Regions from separate parts of the Anser cygnoides genome. Here region 1 is linked to region 2. The links are chromatin contacts, called in public Hi-C maps. All regions are on one chromosome and are shown on one strand. Each heading gives the region's core, a stretch centred on a gene start, on an enhancer-like site or on the middle of the called end of the contact. The rest is flanking DNA. Distances are from core to core; before and after follow the strand shown. Region 1 holds the start of PXK (PX domain containing serine/threonine kinase like). Region 2 overlaps PXK (PX domain containing serine/threonine kinase like).

Region 1 (3,772 bases), core at 947-3,446, 33 kb before region 2:
GACTTATTTCTGCAGTTTTGGGTACTAAAATGCCTGGTCAAGGTTGTGTATTTCTTTCTCAGGAGATTCGATTTCCAGCTCCTTTGTATATTGGAGAAGAAGTCATAGCTGCAGCGGAAGTTAAACGACTGAAGACCTCTGTTGCACACATCTCAGTATCCTGTAAAGTCAAAGGAAGTGGAAAGACTGTTATGGAAGGGATGGTGAAAGTCATGGTGTCAGAAAGTTAGAGCTGTTGATCTTAAGCTACTTCACAGTAAAGGCAAAAATACATGTTTGGTTTTGACTGTCTGTTTACATGGCATCTCTTAATCCAGTACATTTGCAACAGAAAACCTTCACGATCTTCCAAAGACTATACACAAACTCAATCCTGATGGTAACTGCATTAAGAGACTTACAGCTTTTAATTTTTCTGTGTACCATCACACTGAAACCAATGGAACTAGACACGCCTTACAGACGTGGCACTTCCAGACAAGCTGTGCTACAGTGGAAAGTCTAGAGGGGTAGGAGCTTATATTGAGGCTGTTCCTTTCATCAAGGCTGCACTTCATAGTAGCCCAGTTAAAACACGTTACAACTGTTTCACAAAATAGTTATATGGTAACAAACAGGTGAAAAGGGACAATTCTGTGCTTTTAACAAGCAAAACAGACAGGTGAAGGTACTGATACACATGTACTGCAAGATTGCTTCATGTAATCCGTATTGAACCTCTAGCTGATGCTGCAGTGCTCTTTTGCGATGTGTTAGCTAATAAAGCCTTTAGCTCAGCCGATTAGTAGTAGCCAGCCTTGATAGAAACAACACAGTCTTTCTGACAAAGCTTGAAGATGCAGCACTTGAAATACTTTATGAGGAATGATGAGGACCATCAGTAGTAAACGTACAGGCTTTTTTCAGTTGGTGGCTCATTTTCTGGCTGCATGTTACCCCCTCCTTTTCTCTGCAGCAGAAGTGCATTCTGCATTGATACAAATAATCTCAAAAGTTGTTTGCTATGAAAAGAAAGTTTGTCCTCAAACAGTGTGATGAAGGCTACTGGTAAAACAGCTATATTGTCTAGGTGTGATGTCAAATACAACCCTAATGCAACAACATACCTCAGGTGTTAAAGGAGGCAGGATCACAGGGAGGGGCAGCTGCAAGTGACAATGGTTGTAACATTTAGGCTGACTAAAATGTGCCTGCTGCTTTCAAAGCACAGGGCTTGGCCTGTTCATAACAAGGAACCAGTACTGAGAGCTTTCCTTATCTTTTGTCTGTGAGTTGATTCATTTCCTGCTTCTTTTTTTCTGCCTTAGGTCACTGCCTGATAACATATTTTTGCTATTCAAAGCACTGTTTCGAATCAGGCATATACTTCTCACTCGTTTTTGTTCATCTGCTTCTCTAGTTGTGAAGTTACATTAATGCCTATTACCAGAATGAATCAAATCTGAGGGTGAGACAGTAGGCGGGAGGTTGAGGCAATAATTAAATTTGTATCTGACCTCCAGGGTAACTGCAGGAGAAGTTTGGGAAGAGTCAAACAAGCTTGCTGTTCTAAGCTGAGATTTAACTGCTTAATCACAACGCACAGCCATTTTCCTGTCAGCGTGGAGCGGCAGAGGGGAGATCAAGGCTGTTTGTGCCAACTGTTCTAAGTGTGTGACAGACTGTAGCTCTGTAGTCTTACATACTTAACAACATTTGAAGTGAGGTTAATTTCTGTATGCACTGTAATAAGTCAAAAGGGTATGTGGGCAGTAGGTTTCCAAGTGGGATTGCTACGTGCTATTGAAATACATTTGGGATGTTGCTACAAGGAAAGTTAGGCTGTGGAATTCACTTTTGCCGCCTTCCATTCACATTTTGCAAATACTCTTAACTAAAAATCGCTAAACCGTGCAGACGATACCGAATCCTACCCAATTTTCTCATGATAGTTTGCCTAAGGCGAGGAAAAAGGTAGGGAGCCGCGAGCCCCAGCAGCGCCTGGGGGAACACCTCCTGCCGGCCTGTGGTAGCCGAGCCGAGGGCGGGCCGTGCCGCGGCTCGACGAAGCGCCGAGCCCGGCCCGCCCGCGACGGCCGGCGGAGCGGGAGCAGGAGGTTACCTCAGCGGGAGCCTGCCCGCCGGCCCCTCGGCCCCGGCCGGAGGAGGAGCGCCATGCCGCCGCTGCGTGCCTCGGACAGAGCTCGCGGCTCCCCCTGGCGGCCGGGCGGCCACAGGGCGGGCGGGCGGCGGCGCTAAGGCCCGGCGGGGCGGCGCGGAGCTGCCGTGTTGACAGCGCCGGGAGCTGGCCGGGAAGGGAAGCAGGTTGGCGGCGGCGGCGGCGGCGGCGCCGGGTCCCCGCTGCCCTCCGCGGCATGGCTTTCATGGAGAAGCCTCCGGCCGGCAAGGTGCTGCTGGACGACACGGTGCCGCTGACAGCGCAGATCGAGGCGAGCCAGAGCCTGCACTCCCACACGGTGAGCGGCGGCGGCGGGCAGGGCCGCGGGGGCGGCGGGAGGGAGCCGGGGCGCCGGGGGGGGACCCCGAGAGGCGCCGGGGTAACCGGGGGTGGGCGCCGAGAGGGAGCTGGGGGGGAGCGGGGCCGGGCCGGGCGGCTCCCCGGCAGCAGGCCCGGCGGGGTCGGGGACCGCCCGAGGAGCCTCCGGGGTGGGCAGGGAGCGAGCCCCGTGCGGCGCGGGGAGATGGGGGCGGCGGGGCAGGGGGTGCCCGGCGGGCTTGGGAGCTGTGGGGGGGCCGAGGGGGGGCCCTGGGACCGCAGGGGGGTGAGGGGGCAGCCCCCTGGGGAGCCCCTCCGGTGGGGATGCGGGGTAGGGGGGCTGCTGGTGCTGCTGCTGCTTCCCCCGCCTGTCCTTTCTGTGAAATGGGTCCTCTGCCTGCAGCAGCTCGGTGGCTGCGTGGGGCGGGCGGTGGGCTTCGTGTTACCTCGGGCTCGCATCTGCCCTGAGAGAGGCCTCGCGCCGTAGGACTCAAGAAATAAGCGTCCGTAATTTCTGCTTGTCGTGGGATCCATCACCGCGTTTGGAGCAGAGATGGGTTCTCGCTGGCCCATCTCAGCAGCCGAGATGAAGTTACTTTTGCTTGGTGCCACTGTAGTGGGGTCGCCGAGCTGCAGGGATGTCCCCAAAGCTTGCTTTCTGTGTTACAGGGAGCGGCGGCACCCAGCAGAACGAGCCCTCTTGGGACTTTGTGTCACGGGTTAATTCTGGGATGTGCGGTACACGTGCGTGCCACCTTCATGAGAACTGTGCTGTCTTTGAGCTTGCAGTAATAATCCAAATTTCATAACCTCCTGTCTGCAGTTATTTTCCACCTTAAAAACTAGGCTTACTTACAGTATGAGCAAGCAGTACTGTGATAGAGAATCAGAGAGAGAGCGGGCTGTCACTTCTGATCCCTGCCTTTAGCTCAGAGCGGGGATGCTGGGCTAAAAAGAAGGCCAGAGGCACTACGGCAGCAGGTACGCCGGTAGGAAGCTGGTTTTAAGTGGAGAGAGGGTGTTCCTTCTGCCCCTTGCACAGCATTCCTGCCTTGTTGATCCCTTTATTGGTTCCTTGCAGCTGGTGAATGCTCTTAAATGTTCTCGACCTGTATGACAATAATTGTAGATTCACCACGGGATATACAGCTAATCTGAAGATTGTCTTATTAAATAGTTTTCCTGTAAGCAGTCTGCACTCAGGAAGTCTTGTAGTGAGGGGGGCTTTCTTGTACATGAAGATCTCACGTTTACTGATATCTCCGTCTTCCTCTGAACAGAAACCACATGTGAAAA
Region 2 (4,143 bases), core at 1,044-3,543:
ATTTTTCAGTGAATGAGAATGTATTGATTTTTGTACTAACTTTTCAGCTAACACTATCTGTTTTTCTTACTTTGACACGAGATCTGGATGATTAACTTGTGTCCTCTCTCTTTCTCTGCTGTCTTCAATAGAGCATGCATCATTTTGAACGTGAATTTTCGGAAAAGTAAGCTCATGCTGATTTATCTCTTTAAAGATGCTCTGTTTCTGTATGGGAAAGTTGAATGCAAATCTTAAACTTGCTTAGTATTGGGAGGGAATAGAAGAAAAAGATCGGAACATTCTTATGGATTATTTTAATGAAATACAGCATCTTTAAAAACTATCACTAAAATGATTTTCTTTGTTTGCATCCCATTCTCAGCAATTTTTTAATGCTATTTGCACAATTACTGTCACTTTAAATTCATAATTAAGTTTTTGTTTCAATTCAGGCATCAAGTTTACAGCATCTGATTTACTTCCTATTCCTTTTAACACACTCTCTTAACAAAAATGTCCCTGTAAAAAAACCCTTGGTAAGTTCTTGTTTGAGTGTTTTATTCTTATAACTGTGTAAATGAGTAAATGTGTGTTTGCAGGCAACTCCTTCCAACATATGTATTGGAAAGGGCTAGTGATAATTGAGCACTTGTCTGAAATATTTTTCCTGGTAAATATGGGAAAATACTTCATTGTTGGGCAGAACAATTTTATCAGTAGATGCAGCTGTGTGCAAGTACACTGGAGTCAACTAAGATTTCCTTTGCACCACTCATGTCCAGAAGGGAAGGACAGTGTGACTAATTGAAATGAATGGATTTGAAGGATTTTCAGAATCACACTCTTCATTAACAGGTTCAATATGTAATAGTCATAGCTAGTCAGATACCATCTTAAAACCTGCGTGTTTTTGAGTTTTAAGGCAGAGATAGGGTGTAAGATCTCATAAGAGTTTCTTTCAACTGTGTGATGTTGTAAATATTTCAAGAATATTTAGTCCTGAGGAACTTAATGCACTTCCAGGAAGAAAGGTGGCCTCTCCCTCTACTTCCCTCTCCTTTATGACACAATTCTAAAATAGCCAGACCAAAATTCGAAGGTAACACATGGAAACTTGGCCTAATAATTCCTATATAGTGGCTTTTTACCTTTGTCAAATGTGTACCACCTTTTGCTGAATATATTAGTATTTGTATTCCACAGAGCCCTTGCCGCTGATCTCATGATCATTCCCTGTTGTGTCTTGTACAACTACTTGCGTAACCTCTTTGATCTCATCTTGCTGTTCCAGCTAAAAATCTTGTCTTTGTTCTCTACAACTCTTGTATCTCTTTCATAGAATCGTTTAGGTTGCAAAAGACCTCTAAGAGCATCTGGTCCAACCTTTAACCAAGGCCATCTCCTTTGTGATGAGCTGTTCTTGGCTCTTTCACAGCTGTTAATCTGATCCCAAGTTTGATGCTAGCGTTGGGACGCCAGTCCTTTCTGTTCAACCTCGAAAGTGATTACTTTAACTGTTCTTGGTCTTGTTCTTCCTGTGGCAAATTGTCAAGTTTTGCTTTGCTGTGCTATGCTGTCAGTCTGTATACAGAGACATGAGAACCAGGACACTAGCCTAGGGGATGATTTTCCAGTGTTTCTAAAAACAAATTGTCTTACATCTTTGGCTACTGTAAAAACACAGGTTTGGATATTTAGATGACCTCGAGGCATCAATATGCAATTTGCTATTTCGGTTCATGCTAACATTGTGCAATGTTCTGATTACTTAAGAGAGTAGTTGATCCACATGCAACGGGCATGTTAAATTGTTCCAGTTGATCTCTGGTATTTCTACTAAGACTTGAATATTACTTCTGAAAGGGAGGAGTGTGAAAACAAGAGCCCGATAGACTTCCCTTTTCTTGTCACAGAGAAGGGTTTTCATGCCAATGAGAATTTCTTCTGTGAGTCTGAAGTGCTGTAATCGTAGCGTGTATTAATGTTCATTGGCAAAATAGAATGCTTTGTGTAAATACTCGTTATTTTGCGCTTGGTACCATATGGTAAAACTCTCTCTTAAAGACTGGTACAAATTGAAAATGAAGGAGCTTTGAGTTATGACTTTCATCTAATACAACTACTTTATTACAGCAGCTTCTTTTTTTTACTATTGCCTGTTAGTCTGAGAGCAAGCATTAGTGAGAAACTGAGAGGGAAGCAGAGCCCAGAGAGCATCTTGACACCTTTTTTTGCTTTCTGCGGCTGAGCTTTATCTTTTTGAGTACTTCTTGAATCCATGTCACACAATTTCCATTAACTTCTTGGTATTTATTTACTTCATAGCAAGCATTCCTACTTCAGAAACCATAATCTCTTCTCTGGCCTCAGGTTGTTTGCTCTTTTGTCCGAAAGTATCATAGTTCTTGCGGCTTACTGGCATATTCCTCTTTGCAGGTTAGTTACCAAAACCAGGTGTTGGCTATAGATGTCATTTGTCTCTCTAGCCATATTTTGGAGTAACTCATGAACTAGACAATGGAGTTAAAGTTCATCATTCAGTAATCCTAAAATCTTAAGCCGTATGCCCCTCCTCATTCCAGAATATAGGAGAAGACAGGCCCATCGTTCCCATACAGCTTGGGATGTGCTGCAAATGCCACCTTCACGTGGTTGTCTTGTGGAACACCACAGGGTCACCTCTGGCCTTTGCTCTTACTCCTGCCGTTTATCTTTGATTACTTGTGTAGAAATTACGGTGTAATGTGCAGCAGCTGAGTTGCACAAGAGCAGGGGGTTCAGGAGAGCAGCTTGGGGCAAGTCAGGCCATCTGCTTGGATCTGAGCTGCCAGGATCCTCACTGATGGGTTAGATGCCTGCATGCAGAGCTCTGGTCTCTGGCTTCCCAGCCCTCTCCCTGCAAGTTGTCAGGCCACGGAGCTTGAAGCACGATGAGACAACACGAGAGGGATGTGACTGGGGTCAAAAGCAAGGGCCAGACTGTAAGGTGGGGGTACAGGCAGAAGGCAAGTGGTGTGAGTGGCAGATTGTTGTGATTCATTTGGCCTCTGAAACAAGCATTTGCTTGTTTCTCCATGGTTGGATGGTCTGACAGTGAAAGTGTAAAACATTTTCATAAAACCTCTATCTGCAGTTAGTCATCTAAAAAATAAATATAACCTGACCAATCGTCACAAATACTACAGCAGTGTGGTCCACGTGTGTAACGTTAGTCATGTAAATATGAAGTTAGTAAGATTTGCTCCCAGTATTTGGTACTGTTTGTGACCCAAAGAGCAAACTGCTTCACTGGGGACACACAATAGAAGCTGAGCCTGGGGAGCCCTGTTAATTATCTCTGTTTCCCTCAGTGCGAGATCACATTTGAGTCATGTTTTGCATCCTTGAGTACTGAGGCACTTCAGGCTTCTTTTCAGAGGTGTCTCAGGTGAGACGACTCACCTGCAGATAGAGGGATTTGATCACTTTGGCATTTTTCACCCGTTCTGTTCTTCACACTGCACTTGCTTTCAAGGGATGATGTGACTAGTGCAGGACTGACCTAGTCTGGCTACACAGCCACAGCACTCTGCGGCAGGACCTCCTTGGCATACTCAAACGACATTTTCTCTCCTCAACTCAACAGGAGCATCGTCGACACCCCCAGCACCGCCACCGCCGCCCCTGCCACCAGCAGCTCCTCCTCCAAGTACAGAGGTGCCAATGCAGCCGAGCCCTCAGCCCGCCGTCAGTGCAAGCCGAGGAGCTTTACTCAGCTCCATTCAAAACTTTCAGAAAGGAACTCTGAAGAAAACACAGACGTGTGACTACAGTGCTCCCAGGATCAGCTGAGGCTACCGGTTACAGCAGGATTGAATTCCCCTTCCCCTTCCTGTGCTGTCTCGGAACAAGGCCCGTCTGCGTGGCGACATTCACCAGCATAGAGCGGCTAACCACACTGTAACTCCGTTTTACCCCTCTTTCAGCTTTCCTTGAGCAGCAGCACTACACTGTGGATTGCGTTGCCATGCTAAGTACTCCCTTCTTTATTTGGTTTTAAGAACTTTTTTCTCTAGCTACACTATCAGGGCTGTATAGCTGAATAAAAATTTGAAAATAGGAACGTCCACGATCCAGGTGAATTAAAGCATTTTTTTTCTAGTTCTGTTTCCCCACTTTTCT

What was found. A called contact is a pair of places that touch in the nucleus more often than the background predicts.
Region 1: a Hi-C map of liver shows a contact between it and region 2, with 1.7 times the contacts expected there. The contact joins the promoter of PXK here to the enhancer-like site in region 2. A contact is called at or near these places in 2 of 7 Hi-C or Micro-C datasets (both in liver).

What each region holds. Positions count from the first base shown.
Region 1 is chr10:11,618,324-11,622,095 of Taihu_goose_T2T_genome, reverse strand. PXK (PX domain containing serine/threonine kinase like) reads left to right here and starts at 2,196. Exons shown (of 18, transcript XM_048072246.2): 1 at 2,196-2,456. The coding sequence starts at 2,355. It overlaps HTD2 (hydroxyacyl-thioester dehydratase type 2), which reads left to right. Exons shown (of 1, transcript XM_048072389.2): 1 at 1-781. The coding sequence ends at 230.
Region 2 is chr10:11,584,636-11,588,778 of Taihu_goose_T2T_genome, reverse strand. PXK (PX domain containing serine/threonine kinase like) reads left to right here. Exons shown (of 18, transcript XM_048072246.2): 18 at 3,608-4,143. The coding sequence ends at 3,813. Among named protein-coding and RNA genes, the nearest start is that of PDHB, 7.7 kb to the right of the region's middle. Within about 2 kb of position 2,293, at least 1 of the 3 cell types and tissues checked has open chromatin away from gene starts, as enhancers often do. A contact at or near this core is called in liver, where this site is marked.